2 separate regions of the Rattus norvegicus genome follow, and region 2 is linked to region 1. The links are chromatin contacts, called in public Hi-C maps. All regions are on one chromosome and are shown on one strand. The core of a region is the stretch at or near the end of the contact, and the rest is flanking DNA. Distances in the headings are between cores, read along the strand shown. Region 1 holds the start of Kat6b (lysine acetyltransferase 6B). Region 2 overlaps Adk (adenosine kinase).

What was found. A called contact is a pair of places that touch in the nucleus more often than the background predicts.
Region 2: a Hi-C map of frontal cortex shows a contact between it and region 1, with 2.2 times the contacts expected there. The contact joins the enhancer-like site here to the promoter of Kat6b in region 1. A contact is called at or near these places in 2 of 12 Hi-C or Micro-C datasets (frontal cortex and mammary epithelial cells).

The regions. Positions count from the first base shown.
Region 1 is chr15:2,859,296-2,864,364 of GRCr8, forward strand. Kat6b (lysine acetyltransferase 6B) reads right to left here and starts at 2,148. Exons shown (of 17, transcript XM_039093710.2): 1 at 1,858-2,148. It overlaps LOC102553460 (a long non-coding RNA gene), which reads left to right and starts at 412. Exons shown (of 4, transcript XR_596037.4): 1 at 412-551.
Region 2 is chr15:2,981,705-2,986,773 of GRCr8, forward strand. All of the region lies in intron 8 of Adk (adenosine kinase), which reads right to left. Among named protein-coding and RNA genes, the nearest start is that of Trnad-auc2, 42 kb to the left of the region's middle. Within about 2 kb of position 2,302, at least 10 of the 93 cell types and tissues checked have an H3K27ac peak or open chromatin away from gene starts, as enhancers often do.

The DNA.
Region 1 (5,069 bases), core at 898-3,397:
CCCTCCCTACACCCCCTTCTACACCTGTTTCTACAACCCCCGTTTCCTATCTCTTCAATTCTCCAATCCTGCCCACACCCTCGTCCGACCCTTCCAACCATCCTACCAGTTCACTCTTGCACAGAAATCCCCTCCCAGCCCATGCCTTAGGATTCCTCTGCCCCGCCTAGCCTGGCTTTGCCCAGCCCTCCCACTCCTGAGCCCCGCCCCTTACCCCCGTAGGCTCGGCCAGGGGCGGAGCTTGTTCCTCCTCCCTCCTCTCCCCCGCCCCCTACCGTCACGCTCAGGGGCAGCCTGACCCCGAGCGGCCCCGCGGTGACCCTCGCGCAGAGGCCTGTGGGAGGGGCGTCGAGGGTCCCCGGCAACCCCCCGTCGGTCCCCCGCCCGCCTAGTCTCCTCCCCCTGGGAACGCGCGGGGTGGGTGACAGACCTGGCCGCGCGCCACCACCACCGCGCCTGCCGGGGGCGCTGAAGCTGCCTGAGAAAGAAGCCACGGCTGCCGCCTGGAGGAGGTGCCGTAGCGCCCGCCACCGCTGCCGCCGCCGCCAGGGGTAGGAGCTAAGCCGCCGCCATTTTGTGTCCCCCTGTTGTTGTCGTTGACATGAATCCGACATGACACTGATTACAGCCCAATGGAGTCTCATTAAACCCGAGCCGCGGCCCCGCCCCGGCGCCGTTCCATTGGACGAGACCACGTACACTTAAGGCCAACCGTTGGCCTACGGGTCTGTCCGTCACCCACTAACTAAACACTCTGCCCCCCATTGGGGCAAGTTCCTGCCGGTCATCTCGCCTCCACATAGACACACCTCTCGACCCATCATTCCCCCCCACCTCCGGCACCACCCCGAGGGAGGGTCGACTGCCAGTACCAATCAACAGACCGCGGGGCCCGCCTTTTCCGGGCACCTATTGGTCCAGCCCTTTTCCTCTCTCACAGACACCGCGCCACCTCTACTTCCACCTACCCGCCCCCTCTACCTCTAGAAATGGATTGGATCGAGGCGCAGCAGAGGCGCTTGGCCTTATTGGTTGTACACAACGCCAATCAGGAGCCTTTTTCCTCTCCCCTCCCCCACTCAACCCCAAAGCCCCTAGCCCGCAGCTAAAGTTTGTGTGAGAGCTGATCGCTGGCGGCGGCCGCAGGATTTAGGGGTGGGCGCAGGCGGGCGCGCGCGGGCGGGCACGCGAAGTTAAAATTCGAGGTTCTCAGTCGCCTGCTCCCGCCGAGGAACGCGCGGACGGGCGCGCCGCCCGGAGCGTTCCATCCAGCCCCCTCCTCCACCCTCTCTCCTGTCCCGTCCCGGGCGACTACTCGCCCGCCCCCTGGCTCGCATCCTACCCCCCTCACATACCCCCTACCCTGCCAGCCTCAGGCCGGGTGCAGGCGGAACGATCTCGCTGCAGCCTCTTCGCCATCCCATACGGAGGGGGAGCAAGCCCCCTACCCGCCGGGCGTGCACCCCCGGCTCCGCACTCGCCCGTGTCTGCAAGCACGTGCACCATTCGCCGCTGCCTCCGGCCACCCCGGTCCCCGGCTAACCTCGCCTGCAGCCCGGCCAATCGCTTGGTGCCCTTTGTTGCTGCAGACCGGGTCTCCCCGCTGCCTTCCTCAGCCTCCGCCTCGTCCTTTGCCAGCCGCCCGGGTCCGCAGCGCCGCGCTCCCCCCGCCCGGGACCCACCGCCGCCGCCTCCTTCTCCTCCTCCGCCTCCTCCTCCTCGGCTCCGGGCTGCAGCGCACAGAGCCCGAGGCAGCGCCGCCCAGCCCCGCTCCCCCCGCGCCGCCCGCTAGCCCGCCTGGCCCGGCCGGGGGCGCAGCCCGGACCCCGCCCGCCCCAGTCTCCGCCCCGGGGGTACCTGCCTCCGCCCCGGGGGGCTCCGCTCACCGCCCTCGGGGGAGGGCGGAGATGCCGGTGTCCGAGAGGATGGGGATGCCTAGGCCGTTTTGGGGCGGGGAGTGTGTCCGCCAGGTCTGGGACTGAGGTGCGGTCTTCTTAAACGCGCCCCCCCTCCCGCCGCCGTGGGCCCCAAACTTCGTCCTTCTCCCCGGCCTTGTACCCTCGGGCGACCACGGCAGTTTTGGGGTGGGGGATGCCTCAGGAGCTGTGTCTACCCTGATCAGGAGGAAGAGGGAGCAGTGACATTCAGCGACTGCGGACAGGCATCCTCGGGTGGGAGTGGGGATGTCAGATGCAGGCTTGGAGAGGGAAGCTGCCCCTCAGGATGCCCTCTCCCGGCCTGCGGGAGGCTGGCGAGCTCGGAGCTGCGATCTGGGTGCTTCCTAGACTGTGCAGCTGGATGGCAAAGGGGCAGGGGGTTGGGCTGGGGGCGACCGCTGGGGGGCCCTTTCCTCGTCTCCAACCAGCGCTGTAAAGAAAGCTGATGGCGAAGTTCGGTTTTCCAGGCTTCCCCTGGGCCCCCGGAGTTCCTGAGGCCCATACGAGGGAGGCCGGGGGATCCTCTGGCCGCCTAGGCAAGGCTACTCGAAAGCTGCCCACATGCCTTGCAGCGCCCTCCGGACTCTGGAGAAAACGTCCCTACTCTCCCCAGAGTTAGGTGGGATGCTGGTAAGAGATACTTGAGAGTATGAGAAAGGTGGACTTGAGAAAAGGCTCCTCCTACAGAGTTCGAACGTTTCCCTTTCCCAGACCACTGTCAAGAAGGGAAACAAAACTATGTCCCGGGGAAAGCCAAGTTTCCCCGTGTGGTGGCCGGGGTGGTAAAACCACCTGTTGCCTCAAGTTCTGTCCTTGAATCAGGATGTTCTTGGGGCCCCTGATGAGGAGATGTAGGATGTCAAGGAGTAGGAATTTCAGTCTCCCTGCCCTGAATGACTCACATTTTTATGCCACTGACACTATTGCAGCGGTGTTCGACTCCCCATTAAAAACTACTGTTCAACTATGTAGGTACTTTGTTAGAACCAACAACCTCGGTTCCTATCTCAGACACAGCAGCAGCATCCCTGCGCATGCAGACAAAAATACACAAAGGCTACTATGGTATGCAAGCTCCCCTGCTTCTGTGTTTGGCAGCAAGGTGAAGAAGAAGCCAAGACAAAGGGCAGAGGTGAATAAAAGATTAAAAAAAAAAAAGGAGGGGGAGCAGAAGAGGTGTAACATTATACTCAGAACTGTCACCAGTTCCATTATAAACCTCTTTTATAGGTGTTTTATTACTTGGTTGTTAGTTTTTAAAACAAACCTCTTTAGATTAAATCTGGGCACTCTCAGGCTCAGCCCAGGGAAACAAAACACAAGGTAAACTCAGCCACTGATTGGCTTGGCAACTTTTGAGTTATATTACTGATGAAGGAAGCCCGGGGTTGGGTTTTCTAAGTTTCTTCCGGTCTGTTTCATTTAGGATCTTCAATAACTTGCTCAAGGAGAGTTTTTACAAGCCATTAGTCCTTAACTAATTAGTTCACTTAGATTGTTTCAAAGACAGGGCATTTATAAGGTGTGCTCTCCCCCCTTCCCATAATACAAGTGCTAGGAATTTTATTCTCCAAGAAGTTACAAAGTAAATTTAAGGATATTGGCTGACTCATTAGCCCTGCTGTTTTGCTTTGTAGCATTTCTGATAGTCTGCCCAGATGCACTTTTTTTTTTTTAAGTTACATCTTGGTCCCTTGGGTTGACATTTATTTTCTTCTTGAGACAAGACAAAGTCTTGCTCTGTAGACCAGTTGGCCTCAAGCAGTCCTCCTACTTGAGGACTCCCAATTGATAGAATTACAGATAGTAAACCACCACACCCAACCCTCTAACTGCATCTTATCTGGAGCAATAAAATAAACCATGTCTTAAAAACAAAGTTTAAAACTCTAGATCTCTATATTCGCACCAAGTATGATAAAGATACAAGTAAGAACAGTGAGAACCCAAGTCTCCGTTCACTCATTCCCACTGCCACCCAAAAGGAAACCCTAACACTTAGAGCTGTCACAGTGCTGGGGATGAAGCCCAGGCCTTTGAGCTCACAGCACACAAGGATTTCCAGAGCATCACAGTAAACAGACTCTTTAAAGAACTTGTTTAATGCTCAAGGTTCAAGCCCCCCCACCCCACTCTGAGAACAAGAGAAACAGCAAAAAATAGGTCAATGTTTGCCTAAATCTGTGCTACTATAGCTCCAAGAGCTAGCAAACTCAGAAAACAGAAACATAGTTTCTTTTCCTAACAAAATCATCCAACGGGTGTGGCAAGAAAAGGGAACACAGTTTTCCCACTGCTATTCCCCTGGAGGGTTACTTGTCCTTTGATAAATCTGCCTCTTCAGATAAGTAGGGCTGAGGATAACAGAGAAGCAGTCAGAGATACTTACTGCTTACTCTTAAACCTCTTTCTTATCTGTGGCATCTCAAGTTTCTGCTGAGTGAAACAGCTCAATTAAGTTAACCCAGGAATAGCTAGAATTGAAAACCAAGCGTAGTATACATTCTGCACCGTTATAAACTAGCATCTTATCTCACCTATCCCCACCACTGTAAAACAGCTATCCTCTGCCAGCCGTTGGCAGTTGTTTGTGCTGTTTAGTGCAGTGCACAGATCACTGGAGTCAGAATGACCAGACGCTTCCCAGATACCATCCTTGGCCCAACCCACGCTCTGATTCAGTAGTTCTGGAATGGTCTCCCAGATCGACAGTGTTAGCTCAAGACTTATATTGAAATTCTCAGTTTTTGAATTTGAGAACTGCTAGCCTAGGCTGAATTCTTCCCCCTCAACAGAAATAATTCCATGACTTTCTTAGCCAGAATTAGGACTAGAATGATTCCATGTGTGACCCATGTGTCTTGAGCTTTAACACAAAAGTGCAGAGTAGGTGGGAGAGGATCCTAAGGGAACCACAGGGGTTTTGATCTTTGGGGCTTATTTACTTGCTCTGAAACAAGTCAGACAGCTAGATAAGAAGTACTCAGACATGTCCACTTTGATTTGGGAGAAAGTTGGTAAGGAAGAAGCAGGCAGAAAGACCTTGAACTGACTTATCCAGAACCAAGCCTTTGATGAACTCTACATACCTTGAGTTAGGCCCTTAGAAAGCATTTGCCTAAGACTACAGAA
Region 2 (5,069 bases), core at 1,052-3,551, 120 kb after region 1:
ACTGCCTGTACCTCCAATTCTAGGGGACCCCAAGCCCTCTGGCCTCTGCAGGCGGTAGCACACATGTGGTGCACAAAGATAAACAGGGCAAAGCAACACAGACATAAAATAAAAGTAAACAAAACCAAAGGAGGAAGGGTTGTGGAGTGGAGGCATGTCCGTTGAAAGAGCTTACTGAAATTACTGCATGCTAATGCAGTAGTAATTTTGTTCCCCTTAAAGATTCTCATTTTAATTCTCCCTAAAACTTTCAATCCTGTAAGATGTTCCTCTAATCCCTAGTAAGGGACTAAAAGATATTGAGTACTTAAAACTCGACTATATATCTAATAAGGAGGAAGAAGATTTCTAGGGGGTGGGGGCGAGAGATGGACACTCAGGGTTGAGCTATGAGTCATTACAGGGCTCTAAAGGGGTCCCGGATTTTAATTTCTCTATACAGTAGGGACTACAACTTACTCAGAAACATTCACTGGGCCCTTCCTACCCTCGGCAGTCGGTCTCTTAGTACGTCTCATCTTGCAGATGAAGAGACTGACTGGAAGGCATCAAGGTTATGAACGGAAGCAGTACAGCCAGGACTGCCGACAGCAAGTCGCCCGCGGGGATCTCAGAGCTCGGAACCACTACTCCCAGGTTCCCCACAGACTGTGCTGCTCTGTGAGCTCTGTGATGTGCCTTGTGCTATTATCACACAAGTAGAGACCGCTCTTCCCCCAACGTTGAGGTATTTGGATACTACTTGGCTTTCATCAGACTCCTTCCAATACGCTAGGACAGGGTGGAGGAAAACACAGGGTTTGTAAGGAAGAGGGCCAGACTTGAGAATTGAGCTCTGCTTGCCCTGGCAGCACCAGTGAGCTGTGCGACGTGGAACAGGCCACAGAGCCTGTTTCACCTGTTGGCCTGACTCAACAACCTTCTCTCAAGGTTTCCAATATCAAATGTACACACTGGAAAGATGTCATAAACTGCAGCATTTTATAATGTGTACAGCTGTGCTTTTCTCAACCATGGATTCCCACAAGTTGCCCTCCGACCTTCATACCCGCACTGTGGTACGTGACACCCAGTGAATGAGTGAACGACGTCTTTTACAAACATTTTCCTCCTCATACTCTCTTGTTTTCATTTCATTTTCACCAAGCAGGTGACACAACTGTTTGTCCCAGTCTGTCCCAGCGGTGGCATTCCCACGCACTGCTCACTCAGTCCTACCATCTTCTGTGACCTGCCAGTCGCCAGTCAGGTCTCAAGCTACCTCCCTCACTCGACTCAACCCAGAGACTCGGGCCTTGTGGAGTACACGGTGCACGGTGTTACCACCGTGTTCCTTCTGGTGTGGAGGCCTCCGTCTCCTTGTTCCCCCTGTTTGAAGTGTGCCTTCTCGGCTGACTGCTTAACAGGCTTTTTTTGTCTTCTGTCACTGCTAGATAGCTCTAGAAGTCAGATTTTAACTCTCTTTCCCTTCTTTAAAAGTTTATTACTGTGGGGGTTGAGGACACACCTCCTCCATGGCACATGGCGGTGGCTCTGAACAGCTTCGAAGCATTGGTTTTTCATTCCTGTGTTTTTTCTGGGTTCTGGGGGGACAGTTTTAGAGAACGATCTGATCTGTGTCTCCTGATCCATTTTGAGAATTGTCCTCCTTTGGGACCCAGACACCCAGGAAAGCACCACTGGATCCCTTGCCAGTAGGACCCGACTTGGGTCTTATTTTCAGAGACAGTGACAGTTTACTGCAATCCTAAAATCTGTACAGAACACAGGAACCTAAGTGTCACTTTAGAGAGGTCCCAGGGGACCATCACTTCCTGAATATGCTGTGCAGATTTTCTCCTCACTGCCGATCAACGCAACTTTTTGAGATGATGCGTATGTATGTTTGCTCTGGGTACTGTCTAATAAAGTAGACATCATGCCCACAGGCTATGGGATACTAGGAATGTGTATAGGTCAGACAGGGTTGAGTGCATTTTGTTTTATTTTTAAAGACAGTCTCACTGTATTGTAGACTGGTATCAAATCCATGGATCCAAGCAATCCTCCTGCCTTAGCAGTCAGGGCAGCTGGTACTGCAGAGCTGCAGGTACTCCCGGCCTTGCCTTTTATTTTATGTAATGTTAAATAATCTTAACTTGAGCAGCCAAGTGTGATCACTGGACCGTGTAATTCTATACTGTGTCATTCAGTGTTACAAGGTGACTGAGTCTCTCTGGCCAGAGAAAGGCTGTGATGCTCGGATGTCCTGGGTAATCAGAAGCTGGCGGAAGGAGGGAAGAGGAATGAGATCACTCTGCTCCCCATGTGGAGAGAGCATTATGCTTTAGACACCTCCAAGAGAAGGAAAATCTCTGCTTGGAGTCATGCTGAATAAATGACTCAATGGTTTGAATTCCTTTCAAAAATTGGCACTTATTTCTGTTGTGGAGACAATGAAAATAGGGAGAGTGACTAAATTTAGGTTTTGGAGGTTTCTTTTCTCATTTTATTTAATTCACATCAATTTATGACAGTTTTTAAAAGGCTTTATAATGAAGCCTGCTTTTAAGTACCTTGTTTTTATTTAGATTCTAACAATGTAAACCTTTAATCAGTTCAGTTCACGAAAAAGAAGACTTAACAGCACACTGTACTCTGAGCTGTTTTTCCAGAATAATAAAAGGCCTCATGAAACTCTTTACCAAGAATTGTCATTTTAAATTCTTAGCAGGTCTGTCATTTAAATCGGGCGCTGTGCAATTTTCTATCACCTAAGTAGAGAAACCCACTCTCCTGCCTGTGCTCTGCCTACCTCCAGCTTCTATCTTTCTCCAGTGCTCTCCTAAGCTGCTGCTTCTTGCTAAAAAAATGCCCAATTCATTTTAAAGATTAAAGATGCTTACAAAAATAAAAGATTATCTAGAATTTGCAGAGAAACCCACCAGGACATCATAAACAATGCCGCAGAGGGTCTTTCCTGATGAATAAACACAGGTTATTTTTAGAGGTGTTGGGCTGGCCTTGTCGGCGGTCACATCACCGATGGCAACGCTCTGTGGTTTTGGGAAAGAATTGGAATTAATGACAGAAAATAAGAGAGGGCAGGGGTGCTGGTAGGAAGGAAGGATGTTTGCCATTCCTTTCCTTCAATCACCCCACTTGTCTTGTTTTCTTTCTTTCTTTCTTTCTTTCTTTCTTTCTTTCTTTCTTTCTTTCTTTCTTCCTTCCTTCCTTCCTTCCTTCCTTCCTTCCTTTCTTTCTTTCTTTCTTTCTTTCTTTCTTTTCAAGGTGTTCCAATATTAAAGTAGGAGAGAGGAAATACAAATGTTTGTCTGGTTTGTTACACTAGACTTGGGGACACTGGGCCATTTTCATAGACAGAAAATTGCTAAGATAAAGTGATTTAGTCTTGTTTTACTCAAGAGCACCACACTCTAACCTATGCTTTCATATTTTTCTCTAATGAAGTAAGACAACATTAATGACATTATAAAAACCACTGGATTTCTCAGCATTCCACACATTGCTTATATTTTTATTAATAACGCTGACTTGAGGCAACTCTGCTCATGGCTCGTAGATATCCTGCACTGCTGCTGATGCTTCTGGGGACCCGTAGAGGGGTGTACGTGCTTCCTGAATCTAACAGCACTGTTGGCATCACTGGTGGAGCTGGGTTCGTGCGTCAGACGGTAACGGGGCGGGTGACTACGGTGATTACTTTGCTTCCATGCTCTAATCCATTATGGCAGATATGACAAAAAGGGAAACCATTTTTTTTTTTTTTTGGGTTCTTTTTTTCGGAGCTGGGGACCGAACCCAGGGCCTTGCGCTTCCTAGGTAAGCGCTCTACCACTGAGCTAAATCCCCAGCCCCGGGAAACAATTTTTAAATCAGTAAATAGGAACTAATGAAAGGTTAATATAGTGCTGCTTAGCAGGAAATAGAGAGTGCAATTTGTCGCTAAGACTGAACGTAAACCAGGTACACTTAGAGCAAAGAGCTCAAGAAGAAATAAGGTCCTGAACAGGCTGACTAACCCCGAAACATCACGGGAGCACTATGAAACTGAGATTTTTACTATATGCACATCATATGCCTGCCTGCAAAACCAGGCGTGAAACCAAATACTTTCTTTAATGATAATACAGCTAACTGACAGTTACAAATTTATATTCTAAAACTTCTTATCTATGAAACATTTGAATTTGTAATAGTTGAGCATATTGGTTTTTAGTTAAGGGGACCTTAGCATCGTTAAAACTTTATGATTTGAGATAGGGTCTTACAAGGTATCCCTGGCTGGCTTTGAACTCACAGATGTCTGCCTGCCTCTGCCTCTAGAGTACATGAATTACAGGAATGTGCACAGTCATGCCTGGGGGCTAAAACTTTAAAAATGACTGAAAGCATTTACATATATTCTCACAATCAAAACACTTGTTTTAGATCTCTCTCTCTCTCTCTCTCTCTCTCTCTGCATACATGAATGCTAACATAGCCTCACATTAAAAAAATTACATTAATTTAGTGTATGTGTTCATGTATATCTCAAAGCTCTAGTGTGGAGGTCAAAGGTCATGGCACTTTTGTCTGCCCAGGCATCTGGTGGCCCCACATTTCATTTGTGAACACTCTCCTGACTCTGTCTGGTCTTCTCCAGCATTTGTCAGTTTGGGAAATTAAATGAGACAAGCAACTTTGGAAATCATTTCTACACTGCTCACTTCTACAATGACTCAAATGTGGTAACACAATGGAAGCAAACGTCTAAGAAGTTAATGGCTGTGTCATTCCCACGTAGCAGACAATTGAGGGCATTCTTGGAGACATGCTCATGGTCTTCCTCTATGATGAGGAGGAGCTGTCTCTCTGGTTTATATGGTCACCATACATGTATATTATTTTGTTTCTTAATGATGAATCTGCTTTTTTAAAAATATATTTATTATATATGAATATGAGTACACTGTAGCTCTTCAGACACACCAGAAGAGGGCATCAGATCCCATTACAGATGGTTGTGAGCCACCATGTGGTTGCTGAGGTTTGAACTCAGGACCTCTGGAAGAGCAGTCAGCGCTCTT